Linked DNA regions of Zea mays: region 1 is linked to region 2. Evidence: chromatin contacts called from public Hi-C data. All regions are on one chromosome and are shown on one strand. Each heading gives the region's core, a stretch centred on a gene start, on an enhancer-like site or on the middle of the called end of the contact. The rest is flanking DNA. Distances are from core to core; before and after follow the strand shown. Region 1 holds the start of LOC100285922 (ankyrin protein kinase-like). Region 2 has its middle 54 kb from the start of LOC103650819.

Region 1 (6,206 bases), core at 934-3,433, 82 kb before region 2:
GTGCCACAGAATCGAGGAAGTAGGTGCTCTCCCGGATTATGGCGTAGCCCGTGGGACGAAGGATACGGTCCATCTCAAGGAGCACGTACTTCATCTCGCACCTGCAGTTGCAATTGCAATTGGTTGGTGATGATATTTATTTATTTTGGATTATTGAATTTGCAGAGCTGAGAAACTGAGATCCATTCGTTGCTGCTGCTTCTTCTTCTTCTTCTCTTACCTGTGAGACTCTGCTGTGAACAGGCCATCAAGATGCAACAGGTCATAGGTGCGTGGATATGTCGAGAACGCCTCACACCTGTAAATAAACATTATTATTAGTATACCATCCGTGGATGAGGCAATTAGCTACTGAACTTGATTGGAACCAATCGAAGATATAATTAAGTTACCAACCAGTCGTGGTTGACGCCGATGAGCCCTCTGTCGTAGACGACGCCGAGGGAGTTTGGGCCGTAGGAGGAGACGACGTTCATGACCCAGACGGGGTCCTTGATGAGGCTGCCTGCGAATCCTCCGTACACGGTGTTCATGTCCATGACGTTCCTGATCTTGTCGCTCCCCAGCGCCGGCAGCAGCGTCTTGTAGTGCTTGACCCTGAGCTTCCACCGGGCGTCGTCCTGCTTGAAGGCGGCGGCGCTGCTGCCCGGGACGACGCTGATGCGCTCCGGGGCGACGCTGAGCCTCTGGGGCCACTTGGGCGTGGCGTTGAGCCCCAGCTTCCTGTACTTGGGGCTGGGAGCCGTGACGCAGGAGCGCATGGGCACGTACCAGGCGGCGTCGGGGTCGACGCTGTCGTCGCACTTGGCGGGCGTGGTGACCGGGGTGAGCTTGTCGTAGCAGGCGTCGGCGGACTTCTGCCACACGGCGATGTCCCCCTTCATGCTGTAGAGCTTGAAGCACATGCTGGCCAGCATCTTCTTGAGCCTGTCCAGGTCGGCCTTCTGCGCCTGCGCGGTGGTGTTCCAGCCGTGCCAGCGGTTCTCGTAGTTGACGGGCGGGCCGGAGAGCACCCAGAAGCCGCCCGGGCGGAGGACGCGGTGGATCTCCAGGAGGTAGAGGCCGCCGAACTCGGTCCAGGGGATGAGGCAGCGCGAGCAGTGCGCCATGTCGAAGGCGGCGGACGGGAACGGCAGGCGCTGCGTGGAGATGATGCCGAGGATGGCCGGGATGCCGCGCTCCAGCGCGAACTGCACCTGGGCCTCGTGGTTGTCCCTGGGCGCCAGCGACACGGTGAGGATGCCCCGCCCCAGCAGGTCGCCGCCCCAGCTGGCGACGCCGCAGCCGGTGTCGAGCGCGGTGCGGACGGTGCCGTCGCGCATGCCCGGGACCAGGCCCTGCATCAGGTCCACGTACGCGCCGACGCCGTTGGGGAACATGGTGCCGCCGCCGGGGAACCGGAAGCGGTCGCCCTCCTTGACGAGCCAGTGCTGGTTGGACTTCTGGCTGTTGATCCAGTCGTAGGGGACGTTCCGGTACCAGCACTGGTCCTTGCTCTTGGGCCACCGGATGGGCGGCTTGTACCCCTTGGGCGGCGGCACCAGGCACTGCTGCCGGTCGGGCGGCGGCGGGCAGTGCCGCTCCATGAAGCTGAGGCGGTAGTTGCCGTACCTCCGCCAGCGCTTGGGGTCGGTGCAGGGGGTGTAGTCCTGGTAGTCGGCGGGGCACTCGGGGAACGCCACGGCGGCCGTGGACGCCAGTGCCGGCCGAGCCTGGCCGTCGTCGGAGGGACGGCGGGTCGTCGTGGCGGCGCCGAGGGCGAGGAGAGCCGTCGGCGCCGGCTGGATGGAGTCCAGCAGGCTCCGTCCCGTGCTGTAGATGCCGCCCAGGTAGAAGGAGAAGGCGCAGAGCACGACGACGACGAGCGCCACCGGCACCGCCCTGGACCCTGCGCCGGCGCCGCCCGCCCTCTCGGGCTTATCTTCCTTGCTGTACTTCATGGCGCCGCCCACGCCACGCTATTCTCCCCGTCGTCGAGCGCTGCAGCTGTAACGCGAGGAGAAATTAAACTTTTATTACCGGGGTGCGGGGTGCGGGGTGGCAGAGAAGAAGAAAAAAAGGCGCAGGGGACGAACATCCGAGAACCGAGATGCATGCAAATATGAAAGAGAATGGGAGATGACGAGGTGAGCTGGTCGCGTTGACGCGTTTACCTCGGATGGGAATGGGATGGCACTGGCAGTGGAGTGGACAGTGGAGTGTGCTGGTACTAGTACTAGTAGCGGGAGGAGTGGAGGACCGGGCAGGCACCGACGGCAGCGGCCAGCGGGAATCGATCGCTGCGCTGGCTGGAACCGCAAGGGGTAGCACAGTGGGTGGATGTCGGCCGGCACCGCCGTACCACAGATCTTGTCGTTCTTTCACTTCACCAGACGAGGCTGTATGTGTTGCACTACGAACGAGACGGAGGAGACGAATGGCGCGGTTGCTCTGGAAGGAGAAGGCTAGCGGAAACGAAGGGATAGTAAAACCGAAGGAAGTAGTGACCCGGGCAATCAGTAGCGACCGAGAGATTATAAAGCCAGGCCAGGAAACAGGGAAGGGCAGGGAAGAAATGGTGGCGAGCCAAACGGACGGCGGCAGGCAGTGGTCATCGGCCGAACGGCACACGCTAATACTAGTAGTAGTACTATTTTACATGATTGCATGCCTGGTTGGTTCGGCGCGCGGGCACTCCCACAAACCGCTAGTGCCCTTGTCCCCGCGATAGGCGAGTGGAAGTCGCAGAGTGCGACTTTGGCTGGCCGACGACGCGTCCGTCCAGATCGATCTCGCATTTTCACACTGCACTAGTGGTTGTTTCCGGGAGGGGACCCCGGACCTTGCTGCGGTATGGGTCTCCATCGGTCCATGCTACGGTGAAAATAGAAAACTGGCGCACCCCTTTGTCATTGGTGGAGTTTTCTCGTACTCGTACCCACCCGGCCGCAACCTTCTCGTCCGCCACGGCTGCACTTTATTAGTAAAGCCGGGTTTTTTTTTGGAAGTTTGAGCAGTTAAACCATTTATTAGTAGTGATGAATAAGCTCTGTATAAAGCTTGTACAATATAGTCTCATAAAAACCGTATGTAGTGGTGTGGCGAAGCCAGAGAAAGCTACTGCTTTTTAGCTGAGTTCTACCTTAATTCTTTTGTGAGCGTATGATTTAGGCCCTGTTTGTTTACCCTCTAGATTATATAATCCAGCTTAAATAAGTTAAGAGGTAAACAAACAACACAGATTATTAGGTGGATTATGTAATCTAGATACCTAGATTATAATAATCCATAAGCACGTCAATAGATGCTTGTATAATCCATAATCTAGATTATATAATCCTAGAGGGAAACAAACAGGGCCTTAAAGAACTTTTCTTTTGGCACAAGCCTCAACTTCTTTCCCGCACGCAGGCACGCACAGTACAGCAAAAGCAGCCAAAAAGGCACGTCAACGATGCCCTCGCCCTACTCTCCTACTACTAGTCGACGAAACCTGCCTCTCGCACGCCTAATTCCTGGACCAGATCACGGCCCCGGCCCGTTTACTGCTGAATCCCAACGAGTCCGTCCAGCAAAGCGCCAGCAGCGTCGGAACGAAACGTTCCTCGGACTCGGGTGAGTCCGGCGCACATGCGACTCGGTTGCTGCCCTGTCCCTTCTTTTTTTTTTCTCTCCTTTCGCTTCGTCCTACTAGTGTGTGCTACTCCTACCTACGCACGGTACACTAGTTTGGGCGTTCGGTACCGGTACACTCTGCCAGTCCATCAGTGCATGCAAGCTGGGTGACTGCCACTGCCCGGGTTCGGCCGGTTGCACTACACTGCCGGGAGTGTGTGCGGTGAGTGCCTGGGTGGTGGTGACTGCTCAATCAGCTTCGACGTGAGTGCGGCGCCAACTGACGCGGCGGGCTGCATTTCCCTTTGACTTGGATTTGACGCGCGCAGTTGACAAGTGCACGTCCTAATAATGTAATCCCTCCCTCCATTCTTTTTCATTCGTTATTATGTTTTTTTTTTCAAAAATAAATTAACCGACGACAAGTATTCGAGAATGAATATGTGTTACGGATTGTTTTGGATTATGGCTCCCGCGATGGCACCTACTTGAGCAGATGTGCTACGGATTATGTTTTGGATTATGTCTTGCTGTAAGCCTTGGGGGCCCACACCGTTGTGCCTGGATGCTCTGCTCTACTGCTTGGGACGACTGATCGTGAGACTGGAGACATTGGCATCTCACGGCAATTTTGATCTCAATTTCCTGTTTGTGCTTTCTAGTCGAATCACAAAAACCTTAGGATCGTTTTTTCCCCTGTGATGTGCCGGCTCAGTATGGCAACAATAAAAAAAATATTCCAACGTATGCAACAATTTTAAAAAAAAAATGTCAACGGTCAATTCAGTTGATCCATTCGGAAAAAATTGGTGAAAACGAATTATGTTAATATGGTTGGAAAGAGTATAGAGGATAAAATTTAGAGAACAGTGCTGGAGTTGGTAAAGATATAGAGAACAAAAATTTTTAAAGTGTGTTATAAAAAATATAAAACATTTTCTCTTAAATGATGAAATTTAGTGTAGCTGGAGATAGACTAAATTAGTAAATTGGTAAAGTCTCTGTACCAAACAGTGATCCAAACCAAACGATGGCTCAGTCAGATCGAGCCTACTCAAGTGCCACCTTGGAGACCTTTTTTCCATTTCAGGAAGAGCTCAAATCCCTCCGCTCAGAGTGTGCACACCGTATCTACAAAAATCTCAAGAAGACAGACCTCCACAGCTCACACCCTAGCAAAGAAAAGGGAGAGTGGAATCTCTAATGTATCTAGGTCCCTTTGGACATACTTCATGTCCGTTGTTCTTAGTTTAATGTAAAGTTATTTGTTATAAAAACTTATTTATTACAATGCCATATCACATGCAGTAGAGGAAGATGTGTTTTGATTCCCCTGAAAAAGACGGAACCCATCTGACCCTGTTTGCTAGGGAATGAAACTCTAGGAATTTCATCATATGAGAGCTCAAAGTTTCACCCCCCCACATGTTTTAGTCTAAGGTTCCTATTCACTTGACATAATTTGGCTGTGGCAGGTTGTGTTCATGCATATAACGAACGCATGGTTATGTCGGTCCACCGGGACCATTTTACCGATGGACGAGACACTGTACCGCGTGTACGTGACAACTGACAACAACCGAAATTATTATTGGTTGAGGAGGTCCTTATTGCTTATGTGGTTACAAGACATGGCACATGCATGGATATATATAATAATGATGATGACGACATAGAGAAAGATAAGAGTATCTAGTTCCATACCATTGCTAGATCCGTGACTTGGTTTAGGACATGAAGATTGTACTCAATCCAATTATATTGGTAACTTTTGGTATATCGCTGCTGTTGTCTTGCGTTGCGTTTGTCCGTCCCAAAACCACTCGGCTGTATCTAAGGCGTTCACCGTGAGGACTGAGGACACTGAGACTCATGGCGAGCGGGCTTCGTCCCAGCCCATGTGCGCATTGGCGGAGGGAGCACGCCGGCCGCCGCCACGCACACAGGCGACATGCACGCTGCACGCACCGCCGCGCCGCGCCGAAAACGGAAGCACGTGATCTCTGCTTGGAGCCTTGGATGGATGCAGCCTCTAGGCTCTAGTGTAGCTGCCTTTTGTGCCTGCCTGTCAAGCACCGCCATTGGAGTGAGGTGGGGCGCTGCTGTGCCTGTGCCTGCCTCTGCTTCTACCTGGAACGGATCCTCTGCGCCTGCATGCGTGGGTGCATGCATGCAAACCCACCGATCTGTCTGTCGGTGGCCGCGCGGCCTGGGATCTGAGATCTCGCGCTCTGGCCTCTGCGTCCCTTGGTCACGAGGGGACATTCAAGAGGGCTAGACAGATTGATGCACCCTGGTCTTCAAATAAAATCCCCGGCCCCACGCCTGCGTCTGCGTGGTAAGCCGTCGCCCTCCGTGCTAGCTATTGCGGTCGGCTCACTCGCTGCAATTTTTTTTTCCTTCGCCTTTCGACGTTTTATAGTCTCGTTTATCAGGGCGTCGAACGTGTTCGGAGTTCGGACCCGATCGACGTTGCGCATACGCTTGCAGTTGCAGGAAGGAGCATGTTGGGAACCAAAAAGTTTCTAGACCGATGCGTACTACATTTCACTAGATTTGGAATGGATAGATTTCTGGACAGCATGAGGAGGAAGCAATAACAGGTTTAGAGA
Region 2 (7,127 bases), core at 1,811-4,310:
GAAGCTTTGGACTGTCCGTGCCTCGATGTCAGACTGTTCGTGATGTGCAGCACAGGTTCCCGCGCCTGTCCCCAAGTCCGTGCTTGCCCCTCAGTGCCAGCGGTTGTGATGGTCACTTTCAGGGTTTCTCCTCCATCAGGAGTTTTTTCAGCCACCACTTTCCTGCAAGAAACTTTATTACTTGCATCGGCCTCCCGTGCGTTGCCGATGATGGTTTCTTTGTCTTTTCCTTATTGGTCGCGCTGGGCCGAATTAGGACCTTTTTGCCCTCGAAGTCGATCATGTTCATTGGAAAGGACTCCGTGTCTACCTGCATTTCCTAAAATTTTAATCGTCCTTCGTTAATGGCCGATTGAATCTGTCGATGGAATACATTACAATCATTAGTGGCATGAGAAAATGAGTTATGCCACTTGCAGTATGCACGACGTTTCAGTTCGTCGGCGGATGGAACATTATGATTTATTTTAATGTTGCTATTTTTAAGTAATTCATCGAATATCTTGTCACATTTGCCAACATTAAATGTAAATTTAACCTCCTCTTGCCGTTTCTTTTGAACCGACTGTAAGGAGGAACAAGCCGAGGATTTGGCCAAACCATTTCAGCAGCATACACTTCCGTTGATTCGTCGTCCGAGCTATTTTGGTCGCATTCTACTATATGGACATTATGACGAATATTTTTGGTAGCTTCTTTGCTTCAGCTTTCACAGGCCAAAGCTCTTTGGTGTAATTGTGCTAGTGTGAAAAATTGGATGCCCTCTAATCTTTTTTTTAAATAATATCGCAACCAATTAAAGGCTAATCCTGCTATTTGTTTTTCTGATAAATGAATTTGGAAGCATCAGTTTCTTGTATCCTGGAACCTCTGGATGTATTCATTAACCGATTCATCCTTCACTTGCCGCAGGGCCACTAGGTCTACCAAATCTAACTCATAGTCACCGGAGAAAAAGTGGTCATGAAATTTTTGTTCTGAATCCCCCCATGATGAAATAGAATTAGGAGGCAGTGTGGCGTACCATGCGAATGTCGTTCCTGTCAAGGATAACGAAAATAAACGTACGCGGAATGCTTCTGTGTCGGCCAATTCTCCTAATTGTGCTAGAAACTGGCCAATATGCTCACGTGTGCTTTTTCCTTGATCACCCAAAAATTTTGCGAATTCGGGTATCCTGGTTCCCTGTGGGTATGGGTGATGATCAAATCGGCTGTCATAAGGTTTCCGATATGATTGCCCCTAGGGACCATGCTTACTCCGAGCTTATCTCGGAACGCCCCGGCTATTTCTTCCCTTACTATATCAATGGCAGCCAGTGCGAGACCACCGGCTCTCTGGTCAACCATAGGTGGGATTGACTGGATATTAGCATGTTGTCTTCCCCCATTGGTTTGAGTTATATGGTGCATTACTATTTGCCTATATGGTTCATAGGATTGACTGTTCCTTTCCGGCCTTCTAGGCGGGGCCGGAAAGTATTCGTTCCCATGGGCCGGAGGATCCGTGTCAATGGGCTGGTGCATTGTGTAGTGTGAGGGAAGGTGTTGCTGGGACGGATGAGGATTCAAGTAGCAATCCTCCTCAAAAAACTCTGCTCCAGACCGTCCGGTTGGATATGCGGACCGTCCGACGGTATGCGTGGACTGTCCGGGTATGTGCCCGGACCGTCCGTGATTGTACGCGGACCGTCCGTCACTATATGCAGACGGTCTGACTGGGTAATTTAGATTCTGCGTAGTACGTTGTGGCTCGGGCGCATGTCTGGGTAATTCATTAAAAATGGGCCCGACCGTTGCTGGCCCGGACGGTCTGCGCTCACGTGCGGACGGTCCGGTCTTGTGCAGATCAGCTAATTTATTGTCGATGTGCGTAGGAGGATGGGGTTGCCCAGGGCATGTGTTTATCGGCATCCCATACAGGGTTTGTAACTGGTCGTGACAACTTGTAGCTGATGAATTACACGTGTTTTCCCCAAATTCAACCTCGTGCGATGGAAAATTTGCAATAGTAGATTTATCAAACACACGTACTAGCCTCCTATAATCATTTTGCATACCCCCTATAATATTTTGCATTTGTTTTTACTGTTCATCTACATAATTTTTAAGAGATTGTAGCTCGTTTGTGTTGCTTACCTCAGGGGTAGTCGTAGTAGGTCGAAGCGAAGCCAGATCCGTCGCCCGTTGCCAAACGACCTTGTTGTTCCTGTCCACTTTGAAGTTGGCCAGGAACTTCGCCTTTGCCTCTTGGATCAGCTGCTCCTTGTGCTCCTCGAACTGGAGCTGTTCGTCAGCCGGCAAGGTTTCCCAAGTCGGCTCTATGATATTGCTGGGGAGACTTCAGAGTTATACCTTGAACCGACCATTGAGGACCGATTTGATAGGTCTATATGTGTTGTCCCCAGCGGAGTCGCCAAAAAGTGTGTTGGTGCCTTTTTGGAGCGCCAATCACTAAACAAGAACCGACAGCGGTGCTCTCTGCACAGGGGCGGACGGTCCGCGGCCAGGGGCCGGACGGTCCGCGGCCTAGTGTAGGGCTTAGGTTTTCCTGCCTGACGGCCGGACGATCCGTGCCCTGGGGCCGGACGGTCCGCGCGTGCACAGGGGGCGGCGAAGGTTGCCGGCGGCGCCTGGATCTCGCTCTCGGGAGGGACCCTGTCGGGGAGGAGAGATCCTATGTGATGTTTAGGCTCGAGCAGACCGACTTAGACTCCTTTAATCGACGTAAAGCCGAAGAGAAGCGGAGAATTTGGGGATTGAGATGCTAAACTAGAACTAGACTAAAACTACTCGTAATTGTACAGAAAATAAATGCGAGATAAAAGTGTTATTGATTCGATTGATGATTACAAATCGGCCGTATTACTCTGCTTTTATAAAGGAGGAGGGCTGGACCCGTTACAAACAAACTCCTCAAGTTAATTTCGTGAATTTCGTCAACAAACACAGTAAGAAACTCAGAAACCTGTTCTACGCGCATGGACCGTCCAGCCCCAATGACAGACCGTCTGTACCGCGGAGCGTCCGGGCCCAGTGACAGACCGTCCGGCCGCCTATTCTGCGGCTCAACAGCCGCGCTCCGATCGCTGCCGCGACGTGCGTGTGGTCCGCTGTCAAAAGGGACCCTCCCTACTCAAGTGCCAACAGGTTTCACGGCGCTCGCTTGCCTAACAGCCCTTCCCTCCCTCAAACGCTGTCGGGAGCCTCATCCCCACTACCTCATGCATTCCAACCAAACAATCGCCACCACTGAGCCGTTCCAGCTATTCAGGAAGGAACACATCTGATATATAGTGCCATTTTTTCCTTTACTTTGTCGCCACACCTATTTTTTATACTTCTGTAGTTCTGTTGATGTATTTGATACTCTAGAAAAGAGCTCGTATCTTCGCTCCAAAACTTGAAGAAAGTCTATCTAGGTTTATCCAAACTCTGATTTTTTACCTTTAAATCTATAAAAGATAAAAATATATTATCTCATACAACAAAAGTTACTTATTACGAAAAGTAATTTAGTAATGTCAAATTTGTGTTGTAAATCCATATAAAATATTATATACATGTGTTGATTTGGTTCCTGTTGGTCAGCTGGACTCTAGGGATTCTTTTGGGCTGGAGGGGGAGCTGCCCCCGAGTGGGTCTTTAAATGATTGTTTGAATGAATGTCTGGCGCCATTTTCTGTCCAGGGGATTGGTCTGGGCGTGTGTGTTGGTCCAATATCTGTGCAACCTGTTCTGGGAATATTGTTTCGGGGGCTTTTTCTGTCAGGTTGGATGACGCTTCTCAGTTGGCTAATCCTGATGAGCGCTATGTATATGCAGAGGAACCACTGAACAGACTGTCTCTGGGATTAATCCTTCGGGTGCGGATGGAGAGCTAAGCCTCCTGTTTTCAAAGTGTACTCCAGGAGGAGGAGGATCCATGTGCACCCAGATCAGGTGGATAATTCTATGCTATCAGCTTCGCTGCAAGAGTTCAAGAATTGTGTCACTAAAGCCATTGATGAGTTGCTGGTTTGCTGCCCGCTCCTCGGTCTACCAAACACAGGAAGAGGAGAACATTGCCGAGTAATTTTCAACCTAGAAGAAGCAGGAGAGTGGCTAATGCTGTGTTTGGATCCACCCTAGTTTCCTAAAAACTGGTTTCTACAAACTGGCTTTAAAAAAAAACTAGGAAAAAGTGTTTGGATCCACCTAGTTTCTTAGAAACTAGTTTTAGCTAGTGGAGTGCAGCTTCTTGTTTTTTAAGAAACTGAGAAACCGGTTTTTAGAAACTGAATTAAAAAATTGGCTTGTTGTGTCTAGTTTAAAAACCATTTTCTAAGAAACTAGGTGGATCCAAATAGAGCCTAAGTTTCCTCCAGAGCTAGGATCCAGCGCTGCTGCCCAGGTTTGCAGACATTTGGGGTTCTGTTATGATAATGAGAACATCTTCAAGGATGCCAGTAATTTTGTAAAGCTTTTTGTTACTGGACTCTCAAGTGATCACATTGCTACACTGGCGGTGTTGTTTGGCTGGGAGGTGCCTCAAGAGGGCATGACTAGGCCATTGTGTTGTATGGTCTTTTGGTAATCTTTTCTATGTCCATGGATGTCGACTGCTTTCTTATTTGGAATGTAAGAGGCTTTAACAGGCGTGCTAAGAGAGATTTTGTTAAATCTCTGGTTGTTGACATTAGGCCTTCCATTGTTTGCCTACAAGAAACCAAATTATGCTCCATTTCGGAATTTGATATTCTTTCTTTTCTTGGATCTGGGTTTAGTAACTTTGCTTTCAGCCTAGCTCAAGGAACCAGGGGAGGTGTGTGTGTTGATAGCTTGGCGCGATGGTTTCTTTGTATCTGTTGCATCTGTTATCAAGAATTATTCTCTTTCAATTCAATTTCAAGAGGAGTCCGGTGTTCCTTGGTGGTTCACAGGTGTGTATGGGCCTCATTAGGTCAGTCTCAAGTTTTATTTCCTTTAGGAATTACGTGAGGTCAAGGATGAGTTTGATGGGTTGTGGATCATATGTGGTCAATTTAATCTGATATATAGGTTAGAGGATAAGAACAATTCCAATAGTAGCAGGACTCTATTGGAAAATTTTAGAAGCCTAATCAATTCCTTGGACCTAATGGAAATCTCGTTGCTTGGAAGGAAATTCACCTAGTCGAATCAGACGGAGGATCCCACCCTTGTCAAGCTTGATCATATGTTCTGCACAACTAGTTGGGAGGATTCTTTTCTAGATCCCACCTCCTAGAACCAACCTGTCAGGTACCATAATTAGGGTATCCAGGGTACATCCCTATGGGCTGATTTGGTGACCAGGTATCACGAGAGGATCTATGGGGAAGGAATCCTCATGTTATTCAATTTTGAATAGCAAGGGAATTCCTTCCCCATGGATCCCTGATCACCACAGCAGCCCTAAACGTATCTAGACACCCGAGTAAAAAGGGATCACAGAACAAACACGCTCCCAACATTCTAAGGCCATGTGGGACCTGAATCATGATTCACCCGAGGCACCGCGCGTCGCTTGCGCAACTACGCTTCACCCGAGCCCAACCTCGGGCGAACAATACACCTGCGTGGGGTTCGTGACTCACCAGAGGACACCTTCGGGCGGGTTTTGCATGTTCGCCTCACCCAAGAGCATCTCGAGCGAGGTCCCAGCATGAGCCCGACCTCGGCCAACTTCTCAGACCCTAGAACATGTGCATTTAATACAGTCTATACAACCACCTACACCACCACGGGCACCAAAGTCAATAAAGGGTGACACGACCCTAGTCTAATCTACTTTTTACTATGCACAAGACGGTCAGGGCATGAATATCTAGCACTATTTCCCCACTCCAACCACTATTCCAACCACTCCGATCATGACTGCATATCAATGTTCTGACCCGGCCTCGGCCTCAGGAGAAATCTCTGCCTCACCCAAGCCCGGCCTCTGCGAACTGCACCAACAGAGAAACACACGATACCGCCTGCTCTCCCGCTAACCCCGCTGAAGACAGGATGGCTACTGTAACAACAAGATAGGTGTCCAATCTACTTTTCGCCATCTCGGATGACACCAAGACTAGATCACTACATTCTTTCACCATGCCGAGCACTGTTTTAAACAACTACGACTAGACAAAAGTCTCGTCTAGGATGGGCTCGGACGCCTGCTCGAGCTCCTGACCCAGCCTCGGCTCTCTATCTCACAAAAGACAATGCAAAGTAGGAGGGCCATCCCGCCGGCGTGCCACTATAGGGCTTGGGCGCACCTCCGTTGACCACGACAATAACGTAGCAACACCTGTACGCTTGGGTTTCCTCCTTACGAATATAAAAGGAGGAGTCTGGGGCCTTCAGAAGGGGAGGCAAGAACACAACACTTTGCCGCTCACTCCACTCATGATATTGGCACCGACCTCAATCACACTTAGAGACTTGGGACCTGCTCCCTCTCTCGACTAGCTTGTCTCCCCTACTTTGAGCACCTAAGTGCAAGATACTATAAGTCTCATCCCCCATCGCTGAAAGTAGGGCCTGCTCTTGCTCGAACTAGGATAAATCTTGTGTCTTCTTGCATCACTCATCTGGACAGGGGCACGCAGCACGAATTCACTTGTTGGTTAGGACCCCAGTTCCCAAAACACTGACAGTTGGCGTGCCAGGTAGGGGGGCGCTGCCTATTGATAGCACATTCCCATTAAGGATCCGGATGGCTAATCCTGAACACCCTTTGCAACTCGACATGGTGATCTGGTTTGGGAGTCTTAAGTTCATGTCCCTCTGCTTTGATTATGACATGGTGCTCCTCCCACCTAAACATCGCACCAACACCGACTACCGTCTCTCCCAGCCAGGGGGAGCACGACCACACTTGCTCCCCTGTCCAGACAAGGGGCACCCAGACCTTTGTCGCTGTCCTTCTTGCCGGAGGACACGAAACAACCGCAACCACATCGCGGGTAGCACTCCCTGCCTAGCTGATGCTTTCGGACTGGCTGACGATGCAGACTCCCTAGCGAGGGACCTATCTAGCGTTAGCCTCATGCCTAGAATGATGACGCCAACACATGTTTGTAACACCATAAAAGCATCAACTAAAAATAATGAATTTAGTTATTGTGGTAATTAGGA

Evidence for each region. A called contact is a pair of places that touch in the nucleus more often than the background predicts.
Region 1: a Hi-C map of leaf shows a contact between it and region 2, with 5 times the contacts expected there. The contact joins the promoter of LOC100285922 here to the enhancer-like site in region 2. A contact is called at or near these places in 6 of 25 Hi-C or Micro-C datasets (bundle sheath, ear, leaf and 1 more) and 1 of 3 datasets of contacts at active chromatin or transcription factors (leaf).

The regions. Positions count from the first base shown.
Region 1 is chr1:108,819,691-108,825,896 of Zm-B73-REFERENCE-NAM-5.0, reverse strand. LOC100285922 (ankyrin protein kinase-like) reads right to left here and starts at 2,183. Exons shown (of 4, transcript NM_001158811.1): 1 at 2,154-2,183; 2 at 397-1,986; 3 at 221-298; 4 at 1-101. The coding sequence starts at 1,940.
Region 2 is chr1:108,737,469-108,744,595 of Zm-B73-REFERENCE-NAM-5.0, reverse strand. No RefSeq gene overlaps it. Among protein-coding and RNA genes, the nearest start is that of LOC103650819, 54 kb to the left of the region's middle. Within about 2 kb of position 3,060, at least 10 of the 20 cell types and tissues checked have an H3K27ac peak or open chromatin away from gene starts, as enhancers often do. A contact at or near this core is called in bundle sheath, ear and leaf, where this site is marked.